Regions from separate parts of the Mus musculus genome. Here all the other regions are linked to region 1. A link is a contact called in public HiChIP or PLAC-seq and promoter capture Hi-C data. All regions are on one chromosome and are shown on one strand. Each heading gives the region's core, a stretch centred on a gene start, on an enhancer-like site or on the middle of the called end of the contact. The rest is flanking DNA. Distances are from core to core; before and after follow the strand shown. Region 1 holds the start of Slc25a39 (solute carrier family 25, member 39). Region 2 holds the start of Map3k14 (mitogen-activated protein kinase kinase kinase 14). Region 3 holds the start of Etv4 (ets variant 4). Region 4 holds the start of Nmt1 (N-myristoyltransferase 1).

The links. Promoter capture Hi-C pulls out the DNA fragments that hold promoters and counts their contacts. HiChIP or PLAC-seq counts read pairs in DNA pulled down with a chosen protein or histone mark.
Region 2: an HNF4G HiChIP or PLAC-seq map of pancreatic cancer cells shows a contact between it and region 1. The contact joins the promoter of Map3k14 here to the promoter of Slc25a39 in region 1. A contact is called at or near these places in 2 of 115 datasets of contacts at active chromatin or transcription factors (microglia and pancreatic cancer cells).
Region 3: a FOXA1 HiChIP or PLAC-seq map of pancreatic cancer cells shows a contact between it and region 1. The contact joins the promoter of Etv4 here to the promoter of Slc25a39 in region 1.
Region 4: a contact with region 1 is called in a promoter capture Hi-C map of liver, with 2.4 times the contacts expected there. The contact joins the promoter of Nmt1 here to the promoter of Slc25a39 in region 1. A contact is called at or near these places in 1 of 39 promoter capture datasets (liver), 1 of 484 Hi-C or Micro-C datasets (CD4 T cells) and 1 of 9 other capture datasets (adipose tissue).

Annotation. Positions count from the first base shown.
Region 1 is chr11:102,406,212-102,408,884 of GRCm38.p6, reverse strand. It overlaps Slc25a39 (solute carrier family 25, member 39), which reads left to right and starts at 1,368. Exons shown (of 12, transcript NM_026542.3): 1 at 1,368-1,495; 2 at 2,231-2,330; 3 at 2,464-2,523; 4 at 2,635-2,673. The coding sequence starts at 2,246.
Region 2 is chr11:103,266,041-103,268,713 of GRCm38.p6, reverse strand. Map3k14 (mitogen-activated protein kinase kinase kinase 14) reads left to right here and starts at 1,313. Exons shown (of 16, transcript NM_016896.3): 1 at 1,313-1,376.
Region 3 is chr11:101,784,007-101,786,679 of GRCm38.p6, reverse strand. It overlaps Etv4 (ets variant 4), which reads left to right and starts at 1,370. Exons shown (of 13, transcript NM_001316365.1): 1 at 1,370-1,572; 2 at 2,053-2,163; 3 at 2,357-2,450; 4 at 2,666-2,673. The coding sequence starts at 2,104. It overlaps Gm39392 (a long non-coding RNA gene), which reads right to left and starts at 1,359. Exons shown (of 3, transcript XR_880221.3): 1 at 1-1,359.
Region 4 is chr11:103,027,197-103,029,869 of GRCm38.p6, reverse strand. Nmt1 (N-myristoyltransferase 1) reads right to left here and starts at 1,327. Exons shown (of 12, transcript NM_008707.4): 1 at 1,168-1,327. The coding sequence starts at 1,298. It also overlaps a transcript of Dcakd not described here.

The sequences.
Region 1 (2,673 bases), core at 119-2,618:
GCTGGGATTAAAGGCGTGCGCCACCATGCCCAGCTTTTGTGTTACTTTTAAGCCAGGTTTGGGGTGAGAGGACACAGGATAGGACAGGGCAGCACAAGCGACACTTCACTCGTGACTCTCCTGCCGCCTCTGCCTCACGGCCAACCGACTGCCCGGGCCTTTTGATCATTGGCTGCTTTCCTAACTACCCGTTTGCTCTCACTCCGCCCCCAAAGCTGGAGGATCCGAGCCATGGAAATGCCGAAAGGGTTTTCTCAGGGTAAAGTTATGGTTGGCCACTTGGAATCCACGTGCTAGCTGGGCTGGCTGGGCGGCTCCAGCGCGGTCTGCAACCAGTTGGGGACTGAGGGGCGGAGACGGTAGTGACGTCAAAGCCGCGGCCTTTTCTTCTTAAAGGTGCAGCCTCACACCGCGTGTTCCAGTTTCTGTTAACACCGTTTTAGCTTGGAAGTCTTAGAGGCGAGGCGGGCGGTGGGGTGCCGGGTACTGAGCTGGTGCGGAAACAGCGCTGTTTGCAAGCCCACCGGGGAAGGCAGCGGCAAAAGTTTTAACTTGAGTCCATTTCATTTTCTGTAAAATGGGGGTACCTACGTCTGTAATTACCTACTATGAAAAGTTTTGGTAGAGGCCATTTCTGGCCTACATTGGAAACTATGCCAGCAAAGGTTACGTAGATCGTCTTGGGGGAAAGAAACAAAAAACTTCTAAGTATTAAAAGTGGTAACAGTCTAAGATCTGTCGCGAAACACTGGTTTTCTTTCTTGCTCTACGTTCTCTGTGTCCTCGGCCCAAAGAGGTCCTGTAAATTTGCCCAGGGCCACACCACGTCTAGCCCAGGTTGCAGGTCGGCTGACAAGGCTGCCCTGCAGGTCATAAAGCGTTCTGGGGTTGCAACCCCGTTTCATCATCCGTAAAAGAGGATGGTGATTCCAGCCAACAGGCTCGCCATAAATCGTAAACTCCCGCCACGGAGCTAAGTGGGCAGATGTTTGCCATTGCTGTCCCACACTCTGATGACCTTGAAGAACCGACCCTCGCGGCAGCTGCCTCGTAAAAGGACGCGGAGCAGCAATACCCAAGCGGTCAGGAAAGTTCCAGCGATCGCAGGTCTGGACTCCCCGGACAACACTCCTGCAGGGCGTGGGCAGAGGAGAGCTACTGGAGCCGGGTGCAAGCGCCGTCCAGTCGGCGACCTTGACCTGCCGGCCGCAAGGAGCGCGGGGCCGCGGCGACCCGCCCACGCGGCCGCGGCGCAAGGGCGGAACTGGGGGGGTGGGAGGAGGGCCGCGAGTGGGCGGAGCTCGTTGCACTCCGTGCGCGCGGCCGGTCGGCCACGGGGCGGGGCTTCGCCTTCTGGGGGCGGAGCCGGTCTCACCGCTCTCCCGGGCGGCCGCTGTGCGAAGCGGGCACGCGCGGACCCTGCACCGGCCGCGGAGCCGCTATGGGCCCGCCAGGCCCCTGGCGTGGCGCGGCGCAAGGACCGGCTCCGAGCCAGGTGGGCGGGCCTGGGCTGGAGTGGGTTCTCCGAGGGTCCCCGGCTGGGAGGGGAATCGAGGCCGCGGGAAGGGGGTGGGCCTCTCCGTGAACCCCTTTACTGGGCCTGGGCATGGAGTGCGGCCGAGTCTCGGTGAAAGGGTTTGTTACTAGGTCTCTGCTTCCATCTCCGCGGCTTGTGTTTAAGAGAGAGAGGAGGCAGACAGAGAATGTCCTGCCATCCAGGCCTCACGGCCTGTCCTCTCTGGCCCCAGGCAGGCAGTGTGGGGGAGGGCCAGCAATCTTGGGAAGGAAGGTGGACCTTCCTCTATCAGCAGATTTGTTTACACGTTTCTCTCGGTGCCCGACTCGACCTCTCCTCGCCCGGGGCGCTCATGTGTCCGCCCAGATGTTGGGTGGAGGGGCTCAGGTGTTTGATCTTTCGGCCTCTGGTCTGGAGGAGCATGTGGCTGAGAAAATAGCCATCACTGTCTTTGGCCGACGGCTATTCTAGCTTCTTTCCAAACGAATGACGTAACCTTGAAGGTCACAGCAACCTTTGAGCCTTAGTTTTCCCCTCGGCAAAGTGAGCACATTTCTAGATTTTAAAGATTATAGAGGCAAACTCTGGATGAGACCTGAGTGCGCTGTCGTTAAAGTCCCAGAGCACCTTAGCTCATGCTTGCTCCCCACTCCCCCCACTCAGGCCTGCCTTGTCAGGGGGTAAGCTCCATTTGACTGTGGTGTGTGTTTTCAGGATTGAAATTCCAAGATGGATGATCAGGACCCTGGGGGCATTAGCCCCCTTCAGCAAATGGTGGCCTCAGGAGCCGGGGCTGTGGTCACCTCCCTCTTCAGTAAGACCTGGGGAGATGGGGGATGGGGCAGCTGGGGGTTAATGTGGGCTAAAGGTTGGAGGCAGTTTGGTTCTGATAAAGAAGAGGGTGAGTGGTGTCCTGAAGGAACCTTCAGACCTACCTCCTTCCCCAGTGACACCCCTGGATGTGGTGAAGGTCCGCCTTCAGTCTCAGAGACCCTCGGCAACCAGCGGTGAGTACCAGATCAAGGCGAGCTGCCTGACAAAATAAGGATTTCCCAGAGATGGGGTTCTAGTGGGGGAGGCTGCATTCCTGACCACCAGGGCTGACCTTTGTGTTTCAGAATTGACAACTCCCTCCAGATTCTGGAGTCTCTCCTACA
Region 2 (2,673 bases), core at 64-2,563, 860 kb before region 1:
TTCTCATCTAGTTGGCTTTGTTTCCACATAGAAGTCAGGCTATGCAGCTCAGACTAGCTTCAAACTTGTCATCCTCCTGCCTCAGCCTCCTGAATGCAGGCCAGGTTGTGGGGTTTCCACATTGTCTAAATGAATGGCCTTTCTCGGTGTCCAACAACAGATGTCGGCTTGAACTTGTCTCCAGAAAGAAGCTAGGTCTGCAAAGTGGTCACAAGCAGACAGTGGTCTGGCCCTGGCTCAAACCTTTCCAGACAGGCCGTTCCTTATTTCTCAAACCAGCCAAGAATATGGCTGCCACTCCCACCATACCACCAGTCCCTGCATCTGCAGTTAGGATTCCTTGCAGAGTCTCTAAGGTCGCAGCGCATCTTTTATTCTGGAAACATTTTTTTAAAAAACACATATTTGTAATTTCTTATTACCAGTAAACAGAAGCTTGTGGTACAGTAGGAAGCCCATTAGCAAAGTTAGAAAAGAAAAAAAAAATCCATAAATTCCCTACACTCTTTCCCGGCCCCATAAAAAGGGCACTGTAGAGAGCACGTTTTCAAAGACCAAGTCTTCCTGACTCTGTAGTTTAGAATGGATCCCGTGCTCAGCACACACACCATGAAGCTTCTCGGGGTGGAAGGAGACTGTACCACATCTGCACACTCCCTTAGAGCGTTTCAACACCCGGTCTGTCCTACATAGGCCTTTGGCTCCCCACACTTCTCGAGGGTAGGCAGAGCAACCTCATCTCCACACACTTTACAGAACCGGGCTCACTCTACGTGCTCCATAAAAATGTTTCTGGCCCCACCAGGCCCCCACGAAGCAGCCTCGCCCTCAAGCAGAAAGCAGAGAAACCCAAGACCTCAGAGCGAGAGCGCCCCGCCGTCTCCAAGGTAACCAAAGCCGAAGCCGGGAATGCCCACGCATGCGTACAGTCGCCCTTCCTTCCCGTAACCTCAAAAAGAATGCAGCCCGTAAGATTTGCCAGAAGGCGAGAGCGCATGTGTAGTTCAACCAACACCCTGGCCTCCTTCGCCTACAGACCGCCCATCCACCCAGCCTTCGGCGCTGGATACCCTGGCCGGAAACAGTGCCCATTTTGGGGAGGCCTCGCTAGCCAATCGCTGCTGAGGAGTGGCCGGCAGGCCGACCGGATCAAGGCGTTTTATTGGCTAACTTATAGGAATGGGTGGGATCAAGGGTCGCGGTGCGGCCAAAGAAAGGAGGCGGGAAGCTAGCAAAGTCGCAGCCACGGGGGGAGGCGTGGCCCGGGGCGGGGATAGGCACGGGGGCGTGGTCGAGGAGGGGCAGCAGGGGCCCGGAGCGATCGCTGGCCAGCGAAGCGCCACACTCGCTTGTTTGAGGACAACGGCGCTCCGCCGGTAGGTGACTGGGCAGAACCCCGAGTCCTAAAGCGGGACGCCGAGGGAGCGGGCGGGGAAGGGGCGCCTCCCAGGCGGGGACTGGGTTGCAGCCGGGCTGTCCACGAGGGATGGCTGGGAGGGGTGGCCGGGTGACTACGGTCTAACCCGCTCGCACGCTCAGCGCCATCAGCGCCACGCTCGAAACGCCGTGCTCGCCTAGAACCTCCAGGCCGCGCACCCACGGGTCACACGCTTGCCCGGAACGCGCGCGGGTACTGTCTGCTTCCCTTTCCCCAACATCCGTGCCATCGAGTTCAGCCGCCCTACTGGCAGACCTGGCTCCTAAGTGTCCCCCAAGAGAAGGTGATCGCTCCACTGCCCTAGCAGTGACATGAGCAGCCTTTCCCTTTGAACTGCTTGGGATCACTTGTTCTGAGAGGATCACTGCTCTGGGCACTCAGTAGAGCAATGCTAGTCGCTGATGGTGCTGTCCTCCCTCCTCGATGGTCCTTACCCTTCTCTAATTCTGTGTTCTACTCGGAACTTTTGGAATCTGTTTATATGTACTAGTCCCGTCCTGGAAGCTCTTCCCGGCTCTGGCAACTTTCAGCCACCTGTCACCAAGTGAAAAGAAACATTTGTCTGAGGCAGAGATTCCCACCTGCTTTGGAACCTCATCATGTTCATTAACTTCAGACCTCCCCCCCTCCACTCCCCACCCCCCAGTTGAGATTAAAAGATGGCTGACAGCCCTAAAGGATGGATAGGGGTGTGCATGGGCTGTCAAGTGGATGAGTGGAGAAAAGTTTCAAATATCAGTGTCTTAATGACATGTTGTTGTTGTTGTTGTTGTTGTTAATTGGAGACAATGAACACTAATGACTGGATTAAGGGCGCTAAAAGAATGAACTGAACGAGGAGTGGCACCATGACCAGTGGACTTCGGAACACTGGCGAGTATCTAGAAACATAGTCTCTCTGAAAGATTAGAGGATTGTTTCCTAACTTCAGTTCTGCAGGGTTTTGCTTAGTAACTTTCCCATTTAGTGGTAGGTGTGGTCAGATGCATAGACTGTTGTCCAGTTGGTAAGCGAAGTACCTGAACCAGGTGTGAGGGATGATATGCCTCGTCTGTGGCCTCAGAGCCATGAGTGAGGGTGAGTTCTCCAGATCCCTGAATAAGAACAGCATAACCTAACTTTGATAGAGAAAGGGGGGGGGGTTGGGGTGATCTTTTTGCTGTTAATGTGAGAGGATGCTTTGAAGACTCTTGACTTGCTTATGATGTATGTGTGTATTTCCTCTTGTATTTAAA
Region 3 (2,673 bases), core at 121-2,620, 620 kb after region 1:
AACTATATAGGGATTTCTCTAACAGGGAAGAGAATGAAAGATACCTCACCATATATATGGACTGACCCAGGCTCTCATGAAAAGGGGGGTCCCTAGAGGAGAGCGGCAGCAGGTTCAAACTTTAAAGAACAGTTTGGTAGGTAAAGGGGAGGAGTTTGTGTGGCAGAAAGAGCCCAGTTCAGGTGCCAGGGGGTTAAGGTTTTTGTCCCTTCTCTGACTCCTACAGGCTGGAAGAGATTGCATGCACCTTTTCTTTCTCAGAAGTACTGTTTGGTTAGACAGATGAACTTTGAAAGCAGCCCTGTGGGCCTGTGGGTCCTTGTGACGGCATCTAAAGCAACCCAGATCCCAAGGGAGGTAGTCTTTCTCACACTTGCTTGGCGCCCAGCACCATGTCTGACACAGCAGATATTTACTGAAGGCAGTGATGCTCGAATGACAAACACTAAGATCAACCTCTTGGACAAAATTGGAACCCATCCTGTCTTTTGATCACCAAGTCACTTGGGATTTCTGCTTCCTATCATAAGGAGTAAGATGGCAGCGAGAGAGACATCCTTGAGCCTCTTGTTGGCAAAGCCTCGAATGAATGATAAAGCGGGTCACAGAATAAGCAACTCTACAGATCACAGACCCGTGAGAAAGCCGGTTTGAGCCAGTTTACATTTACTGAGCACCAACTGTGCCTCCATTTGTTTTCAAGTAGCTCGGGGTCTCAGAGGGCTGCACAGAAGACCTTGGTGGCTTTGAAACGCTAATGCCCCTCAGTGACAAGCTGAGTTACCTCAGGTGAGGAGGCCATGGTGTCTTTCTTAGCTTTCTTCCATTTTCATTTGTAAAGTAAAATGGAAACCGCTCCGCAGCACCACGTTATGGGAAGGAAATTAGCACGTGGAGGCAGAGCGCTTCATAAATGCTAGTTATTATGGTTCCTCTGGGCGCACAAGTCCGTTTGCCTCCCCCTCCCCCCAGGGCACACAGACGTGTTCACACTCCCACGTAAGTATAGATGCACAGAGGCGTGAGCTAACGCCAGCGGAAGGAGCTCAGGGGTCCTTAGACCCAAAACCCAGGTTGGAACCCGTGGAGAAGCTGCCGGGTCTTCAGCTTCCGTCTTTTTTTCTCAATTCTTTATGAATGAACTAAAGCCGAAAGGAGTTTATTTTTTTATGAATGGAAGTCCAAAAAGTGAATGAAGCCAGGAGCCAGCCCCTACTTTCTGATTGGTCTTCGTGGCTGGGAAACTCCTCCCTCAAGCTCAGCTAGCCGAGTCTGAGGATTGGCGGGCGTGCCCGGCCCTGGGGTTTCATTCACAAAAGTCAATGAAACAAAGGGAACCGGTGGGGAGGGGCGGGGGAAGAGCGAGAACGGAGGCCAAGGCAAAGGAAATGCACCAATCAGCTGCTCCCCCGGGCTCACAACTGTCTGCTGCGCCCGGAAAACAAGCCGGGGCTCTGGGGACCCGGGGCTCAGGCCGCCTCGCTCCGGCCTAGCCCCGCCACCTTAGTTGTGTCATCCCCCGGGCATGCTGAGCATCCCCCCGCGGCTCCGGCACAGACGCCCGGACCTCAGGTGAAGCTGCGGAAGGGGAAGGAAGGGAGAGTGTCTGTGATTTCCCCGCTTCATCTCCCACACACCACACTCTCTCTGTTCGGCGCCCGCTTCCGCACATTCCGGGGCGGGGGTGGGAGGCGTCGGGATTCGAGGCTGGAGGGGGCGCCTGAGTTATGGGCGTGCGAATGGTGTGCGCCGCGCGCGCGCGCCCACATACACACACACACACTCACACACGCGCGCACACACACACGCACACACACGTCTTATGTAACCCAGTTCGGGCTGAGCAGGGCTGCAGAAAGCAGACACACCAACCCCAGCTCAAGGGAGCAGGTGGGACCTCCTTTGGCGGGAGAGGAGTGGCGGTGGAGGCGCTCGGCCGCGCAGGTCCCAGCGAGTCGGAGAAGTTTCGCTGTCCGATCCAAAGCCTCGCGATCGCCCCCTCCCCCCCGCAGCGCTCCCGGGACCGTGTGCGAACTGCCTCCCCCCTCCCAGGTCTCTGCCTCCGCGCGGGGGCCCGGCCCTGTGGCCGGAGGGAGCGGCCGGATGGAGCGGAGGATGAAAGGCGGATACTTGGACCAGCGAGTGCCCTACACCTTCTGCAGCGTGAGCGCCGCGCCGGCCTCCACGCCCGCCCCCGCCCCGCACCCCGCCCCTACTCGCCCCGCAGCCCCCTCCCGGGGGGTCTCAGTGGGTCCAGGACCGCCTGGCCCCTGAGCCACCCCGGGACCCCACCCCCAACCCCAAGCTAGACTCCTCAGGGTGATTCGGGGGCATTCTTCCCCCCTCCTTCCAGCAGAAATCTCCCGGAAATGGGAGCTTGGGCGAAGCGCTGATGGTCCCGCAGGGAAAGCTCATGGACCCGGGCTCCCTGCCGCCTTCCGACTCAGAAGGTAAAGAAACAGACAAACTGCGACCCCTCTGCTTAATCCACGTACATCCATCCCAAAGCCTTATCCTGGACTTCCCCAACCCACGTTTCCCCAAAAGTCAAACCACTCATTCTTCTCCGTCCCTTATCACCAGTGGGGAGGCTGTAACCCGGGCTCGCCAGGTCTCTTCCCCATATTATCGCCACCTCTTCACCAATCCAATATTCACCCATCAGATCTCTTC
Region 4 (2,673 bases), core at 78-2,577, 620 kb before region 1:
AAAACAAAACAAAACAAAAACAAAAAACAACAACAACAACAAACAACCACTCAATCACACACCCACAAGTCTCTACACAAAAATATACATATGTATACATACATACATACATACATACATATTGGGTGGGGGCGTTAGAGCAGCAGGAAAATAATATGAACTTAAATACATCATTTTTCGTGACTGGCTTACTGATGTACTGATTGGAAAAACAAAGACAAATACAAATTCTCAAATATCTGGCCCATTTCTTCTTCTCTACTAACAAAAGACTGAAATTACTTATAGTAAGACCCTGACCTACACAGTGACCTGTAACAGTACTAATCCCCATACCCGAGAGACAAGAACATCACCCCAAGTTTGGAGTCAATCTGTTCTACATTGTATGCCCCAGGCCAGCCATAGCTACACAGTAGAACCTGTCTAAAAAGGCAAAACATAACGAACAAAAAACCCCAGGGAGACCCTAAAGTACAAGACGTGCAGTAGTACCCCACAAATACCACATGTTCTCCAAGAAGCAACATCAGTTTATTGAAGCTTTGAGGCCCTTCACTAAATTAACAAAGTGAAGGTACAATGAAATTGACTCTTCACCGATTATTTGAGGCAACAGACACTGAATAAATCAAAACATCACATCACTAATAACATAGGATCATAGTGAGTTTATATTTCGGACTTGTCTGGCAGTTATATTTTACAACATAATTATATGCATGGCTTGTATAGCCTAGTGAATTTCCTCATTGAGCGTGAACTACAACGAAATGTTTTATTATTAGTTTATGGCTAGTCACGTTTCTCATACACCTTTATAAGTAACGTTCCTTCTGAACCGCAGCTTCTAGATTGCTCTGCATTGTACTACTGAAATCTACCGTTCAAAATGTTCTTTTCCCCCATCGTGCCTAAAGCAAGGGAGTGGTACACTAAACAGAACTTTTATATAATAAAAGTATTGCATGTCTCCGACCCTTAATATCTGAGCACCCATCCTGGTAAGTGACAAAGACAAAAACCAATCGCTAGGTAGGATCTCAATGGCTTAGCCAATAAGAACATGGGGGTGGGGTTAGACTAAGCTCCCGGTGACTTCCCCGCACCCCAGATACCCAGCTTGTGGGAGACCGGACAGGAATTGGGCTACGATGATCTCGTTACCTCCTGTTGTGGCTGTTGTCCTCCTCGTTCTCGCAATCGCTGCAGTGCTCATGGCCGTTTCCATTCCCTTCCATCATCAGTGGCAACGAAGGTGCCGGCAGCTTCACTGCTGTCTCACTCTCATCCGCCATCTTGGGTTGCGAGAGCCGGACTCCGCGCCCCGCTACATGGAGGGCTCCTATTGGACAGAGGAAGTACGCGCTGTATTCTGGGTTTTGTAGTTTGTGTGAAGAAATCTGCCACTAAGGGTGGCTTGTTTTCAAAAAACTGTACCGATGTGGACTACAAAACCCAGAAATCATGAAGGGACGCTGCCTTGGGAGGAGCGGGCAGCAATTCCGGAAGCCCCTAGGTTCGGCCGCCCTCTGAGACGAAGGGCGCTGTACGCCTTATAGGGTGGTCGCGGGGCACGCTGGGAGTTGCAGTTCCATGTTGAATTAGAGTTTCGCAAGTAAAGGGCTTGCAAAGTCCAAGGTTTTCAGGCCGCCCTTGGTAATCAACAGGCCACAGATGAGCCGTTATCGGCTAACGTTAAGGACCGTTACCATTCCTGGGTAAGTGAAAGACACTGAGGTTCATGGCTGCGATTCTCCAGGAGCTCAAATGCCCTTACAGAGGACTTTCCTATAGGTTTGCTCTCGGCTGCCTTCCCTACTCCAGCCTTTAGGGAGACCTGGGTCTTTGGAAATCTAAAACCGAGAGGCAGTGCATTGAGGTGTGTGGAACACTGCCCCCGAGCCAAAGACTTGATTGCTTGCAGGGGAGGCTTACCATTTCTTGGCTTCTAATTTTGCACTGCGCTCTTCTTCACATTTCCCTTTGATTCTCCTCTAGAGCCTTCCATAACAAGTCTTTTTTTTTAAGATTATGATAATTACACCATTTCCCCACTTCCCCTTTCCTTCCTCTAACCCCTCCCATATACACCCCACCTTGCTCTCAAATTCATGGCCTCTTTTTCTTTAGTTGTTGTTACATATGGGTGTGTGTGTGTTTTCCTAAATATATAAATATAGCCCGTTCAGTAAGCATAATGTTGTATGCAAATGATTTCAGGGCTGGTGTGCCTGGGAAGAACTATTTCCTCCCCCATTTTTAGCCTTCCTTAATTGCCTGTAGTTCTTAGTCTGGGGTTGAGGCCTCACGAGCTCCCCTACTCCCAACACAAGACTTTAATGAGCACTTACACGCCAGGCTCTGGCGTAAGACTTTTTGTACCTGAATTCCTATAATTTTAACAAGCTTAGAATGTGTTATGCCATTATTATTCCTTTTTCACAGATGAAAAGACTGTTCCAGAAAAGTTGGTACATTGTTTGTAGGCGGCAAAATCTGTCTATAAATCTGTATCTACCTACTCTGTGCCCTCTGTAAGGCTTCACCGTCACACCAGTCACACTGTTGGATCCAGGCAACTTCCAAGGACGAATCAGTTATAGCCAGGTAAATGCAGCATCTATCTTAGAATTGCCTAAATGCTTCTGTCCCTCTGGGCTTTGTCCTGTA